Linked DNA regions of Arachis hypogaea: region 2 is linked to region 1. The links are chromatin contacts, called in public Hi-C maps. All regions are on one chromosome and are shown on one strand. Each heading gives the region's core, a stretch centred on a gene start, on an enhancer-like site or on the middle of the called end of the contact. The rest is flanking DNA. Distances are from core to core; before and after follow the strand shown. Region 1 holds the start of LOC112751361 (autophagy-related protein 3). Region 2 has its middle 4.3 kb from the start of LOC112751376.

The links. A called contact is a pair of places that touch in the nucleus more often than the background predicts.
Region 2: a contact with region 1 is called in a Hi-C map of an unstated tissue, with 2.7 times the contacts expected there. The contact joins the enhancer-like site here to the promoter of LOC112751361 in region 1. A contact is called at or near these places in 2 of 8 Hi-C or Micro-C datasets (leaf and an unstated tissue).

The regions. Positions count from the first base shown.
Region 1 is chr2:92,782,501-92,785,319 of arahy.Tifrunner.gnm2.J5K5, reverse strand. It overlaps LOC112751361 (autophagy-related protein 3), which reads left to right and starts at 1,568. Exons shown (of 11, transcript XM_072220477.1): 1 at 1,568-1,842. It also overlaps the pseudogene LOC112751355.
Region 2 is chr2:92,820,610-92,823,333 of arahy.Tifrunner.gnm2.J5K5, reverse strand. No RefSeq gene overlaps it. Among protein-coding and RNA genes, the nearest start is that of LOC112751376, 4.3 kb to the left of the region's middle. Within about 2 kb of position 1,378, at least 3 of the 3 cell types and tissues checked have open chromatin away from gene starts, as enhancers often do.

The DNA of each region.
Region 1 (2,819 bases), core at 319-2,818:
TCCGTAAAGGTTTCAGCTGATGTCAACTTGATTGAGTTCCACCTCTCTCTCAATCTCCCTTGGTTGCTGGTAATGAAATTCTTTACATCATCATATACAGGAAGAGTACCTATTTCAATGAAAATGTATCATATGACTTTGGCCACTTTACAAGTGCAAGATGTTAAATGGATTACAAAAATGGAAAATATAATATCAAATACTCTTCCAAAAGAAGATTCATGCCAAGTGACAAGAAAAGTCAACTACCACAGAACTCACCCCAGTCCAGTTCCATGTCTGCAGCAGGTAATTTTGACAGCTGAAGTGGTTCAGTTATGGGTAGTCGAAGTTTCTTAAAGTCATCGTACGATGCAGGAAGATTTTGCAGAACCTATTGGATAGTGATAGAAACGACCAAATCAATTATCGACAAGTTAATAAAAGTAATCACCAATTACCACCTATAAATTCTTCAACTCTTGAACAATTTAGATAGCCAAAGAAGCCAAGAATCAATCGGATACCTACATTTACATCATAAAATGGAGTGTTCCATAATTCAATCCTAGGAGCACGTTCTCGAACCGTGACAGGTTTCATACACTCCTTCACAACATCCAAAAGCAAGTACAATTCATACTCCACCTCTTGTTCTGCAAATACACAACTGGCATTCACCTGTTCCACCCTGGGCGATGAATTTGTTCAACAAAAGCAATTGATAATGCTTAATTCAAGATGTCATCATGCACTTTGGCAGAAAAAAGGTTCTCATTATGCACGGATATCTATTGTGGCATCATCAGTAACTAATCAACTAAGTAACTCACAATAAAAGTTAACTAACAGTGTAACTAATCAACTAAAGAAGTAACTAACTAACTGAAGAGTAACAAACTCAAATGCAAGCTGTTGTATGACGTGCTCTGCGTTCCCGAATCTAATCATGAGATTGGAGCCGCGTTCCTTCAAGGAGTTCCTCAAATCTTGCAGCGCGAACAGGAGCAGTTCCAGCATTTCATCAGAGAAACCTGCAATCAGCAATTCAACATGGTGAGATTTCATTCTCCGAAGGGAGTTAAGATCTGAAAGAGTGTTTCGGGCATTCGGCGAATACTGACGAGAGAGGATACGGCGATCGAAGACGTAAAGAGGAAGGAGTGATTGGAAGCTAGAAGCAACGGTGAGGGGCTGAGGGCTGGGTGATCGTGGATTCGGAGGTCGTGCTTGAACCACACAATGGCCGTATTAGCAGTTTGCTGCGCACTAATTTTGAAGGAAGGAGAGCAGCGCCGAGTGTTTGGCGAGAAGGAAAGTGACGGAAAATGAGAAGGAAAATAAGGGAAAGAGAGGAGAGCCATTGGGAAAGAACCACAGAGGAAGAAGAACTCTCAAGTGAAGTGAAGTGGCTCCTGTCCTGTGAACTATAACTGTTTTAGAAAAATAAAAAATATTTAAAAATCCACGTGGAGGGATGTGTGTGAGTGAAGTGTCCATCTGTCATATTTTGGACGGTTACTGGCCGGTTGGACCGGACCGGTAACTTGCCGGTTCGAATAAAACGATGCCGTCTTGTTTATTTGGAAAAAACAAAAAAACAAAAGCAGAACCATTCGACATTCGTGAACCAAACACCCCCCTTCTTCCGCCAATCATTCGTGCACTCCCTGGAGACCTCTGAAGCCAAGGAAAACCCTAGCCCTTCATCGCCGCCGCCGTCCCCAGGTCCTCAGCGCCGCTGCTGCTTCCTCTTCCCCGTGTCGTTTTCATCTTCGCTGGCACGTCGTTTTCATCTTCCTCTTTTCCAGGTTTCTCGGCACGTCGTTTTCATCTTCGCTGGCTTCTCGGCACGGAACCCAGGTTAGTGGGCCTGCTTTCAATTCTTCACCTCCGCTTCTTCCTTTTAATTTCTGAATGTTCGGTCTTCTTCGTTTGAAGTTCTGAAATTGTTGTTCAATTTTTGTTCCATTTTTCTTGTAATGTTTTGTAAATTGTAATTGTCTGCTGCTGATGGATCTGTCTTGTATTTGCTGGTTGCTGATGTCTGTAATTTTTTTTTCAAATTTACTGATGGCTCGATGGCTCTGTTAGTTGCTGATGGCTCTTTAATTTTTTTGTTCAATTTTACTGATGGCTTTGTTTGTAGTTGCTGGTTTTGCTGGGTGAAGGTTTAGTGTTTTGTGATTATTGGTTAATGTTTTGGTTCAGTGTTCTCTCTTTTCCAGATTTCCCTTCTCCCTGTATTTCTGCATGTTGCTGAATTGGTAATCAATAAATTTGCCTTTTTACTGTAAATCGGGACTTTACTAGGATTTGTTAAATTTGTTGGTGTAACTTGAATTTGTTGCTGAATTGCTTCCCAGTCAGGCCTAGTTTGGTAAAGCTTTTATTTTCTAAAAGTAGCTTATAAAAGCTAACTTTTAAAAGATGGTTCTTTAAAAATGGTAGCATTTATGTTTGGTAAATCAAATTAAAAATTGTTTTTAATAAACACAAGCAATAACAATTGCATTTGGTAAAATAGCTTTTAAAATTTAAAAATACTATAATAGATATAAATACAAGCATTAAATTTGAAAATTAGTTAACATATGAGGTTATATTAGACTTTTAAATTTTGAAAAGCACAAGCCAACTTTGAAAAGATCTATCTTAAGTGCTTTCAAAAGTACCCCATCTTTTAAAAACTGCAAGCACAAGCACATGATCTTTTTCATTTACCAAACACAAAATGAGGAGCTTGAGCTTTTAAAAAGCACAAGCACTTCTTCGAAAAGCTTTACCAAACCAAGCCTCACAGAGTCTGGTGATTGATTGGCTTTGCTCATTGATTGTAT
Region 2 (2,724 bases), core at 129-2,628, 38 kb before region 1:
CTATTATTATTATTATTATTATTATTATTATTATTATTATTATTGAGGAATAGAGTCTATTCTGCGTGTCTGCACAATCTTTGCCTTCTTGGGCTCCATGCCCACATACACCACATATCAGGTACTTTTCCTGCACTATATTGCCTTTGCCATGATATCACAAGTTGAGTCTGGAAATGTTTTTTGAATTTTCACTCGAATTTTCGTTTTCCCTATTTGGATTTTGAATTTCTATATATTCCATAACTCACATTTGTCTTTTTAATTTTTTTTTTAAAAAACTCTTGGATTTATTAATTTTTAATATTTTTTATTATTATTATTTAGCCAGCATAAATATTAAATTATTTTATTAAATAAATTTTATTAATTTATGTGTATAAATTTTAAAAAATACAGATATAAATTATATTAATTTATGTGTATAAAAATTTTAGTAAATATAAAAATAAATTATATATTTTTTGTATATAAAATATCTATGAATATACATGTAAATTATAAATAGCTGCTAATGAGTTACAATTCAAATAGTATAAATTTTCTATACTCACTTAAGAGATTGTGAATTTGAATCTTTTTATCAATAAAAAATTATAAATAACTAAATATTAATAAAAAATAATAATATTTACTCATCATGTAATTAATGGAAATACAATGTCACGTATTAAAATATGATTCAATTCTATCTAGTAAAAATATAATGTGTCAATTAATAATATATGATATGTTAATATAAATGGTAGTATCACGTGTTATAAAAAATAATTTGTCTATATATCAAGTTAGTGTTATGTATTATAATATAATTTATTTACGTGTAAACTGTATATCATGATTATGAATGATTTAAATTGGTCTATAAATTTTTATTCGTGTTCATAGTTTGTGAAGTATGTATTTATTTAACAACAACTCTTGCTTAAATGAATATTAAAGGTTATGATTACTCAAATTTTAAATGATTAATATAGTATTAGAATTTATTTTATTATTTCTATGTTATTTAGATATTTCATATGTATCTAATTATTTAAATTTTATCTTTTTAGATTTTTTTTATGGAAAATAAAGGAAGACGCCCACAAAATTAGTAGGGGATCTTGTTATCAAGGGTTGCTTACTAACTTAGGATTTGATGACTTCAAAAGAATTTAGTTAGAAGTTAGAACATAACGCTTAAACAACATAAAACAACTACGACTTGTGTGGTTTTACTCTTTAGGGATTATTTTCTCCAAATTGGATCGGGTTGCTTCAATTTTTTTGTCTGAAATGCTTCAATCGTAAATTTGAAACAGACTAAGCCCAGTTACAAATATACGGTAACAAATCAAGTAACACCGACCTGTCCAAAAAAAAAATCCAAGTAACACCGCAGTGCCTTGGAAACAATATTAGAGAACATGCTCCATTGAGGCCCAAGACTTTTGCATGCATATCACTTGGTAATGAGCAATTCGAACTAATTTCAAGGCCCAAAAGAGAGAAAGAACAAAAAACCACTGTATCAGGAAACTGCACACAAAGATATATTTGTTTGATAATATCAAATTTATTTTGGGTATATGACCCAATTTAAAATGCCATAAATTCTCAATAGAAAAATTTAAAATTTGTGTAACTAAATTTGTTGTCTTATTAAGATTAGAAGAAAGTAAAATTTTGTTACTATGACTTTACATGTCTAAAATTCTAGTACTCTTATTATATGTTGTATTTTTCATATTGTCCTTATGTGCTAGCTCTAATGTAAGAAAATTTAGCATGTATAATTCATGTTTTACCTTAGTTGTGTCAATCATCTTTAAAGAGATCTGATTCTGTATCTCACAAAATTTGTCAGTAAAAACACATTTACAATACAGGCCTTTTGTAAGTTTAGAAATAGATAAAAAATTGAAGTTAAAATGAGACTTAATTGTTATAAGTATAACTGACTGAACTAAGAAAATGAGGCTTAATTGTTATTATGTATGTTTTGTTTTAATTTCATATCCCATTTATGTGGAAAGACAATTATTGGAGAAAAGTTATGTCATATTTTGCTTGCTATATGTTTGTTGAATTGTGGTAATTTTGAATTGATATCCTAATATAAGTTTAGGCTAATTCACATATTGAATTAAGGGTGAAATTGTTAAAGAGACAATATTTTACAATAATTGAGATAATGAACACGGTTGGAAGTGGATTTGATTGGAATGATAAAGATAAAATAATTATAGTGGAACGACAAAGTTTCAATGAATGGAAGAGTGTAAATTCTAAGCAATTTTCGTAATACAAGTTTATTTATCTTAGTTTTTTAATATTTATTGCTTACTTATTTTTCTTTTAATTTCAGTCCCATCCTAATGCTAATGGCTTCGATAATAAACCATTTTTATATTTTGAAGAGTTGACAATAACATTTGGTAGAGAATGGCTCAAGAAGGAATGCAAAAAATATAACTCAAGTAGTTGCTACTATGGAGGTTGAGCGCGAAGCAACCTTGTGTGATCGACAAGTGAATGAAAACACTCAAGTAAATTTGGAAGAGATTGAAATAGAATATGAAGCTAATTTCAAGTACATAAGCAATTGACTCTAATTCATATACATAAATTCATTTATTGTTGATTTTTGTTGTTGTATACTTTCTTGAATTTTAGAGTTATTCTCTCTCTATATTGTTACTGTTGCTCTGTTTGCTTGTTTGATATATATACAGTCGATAT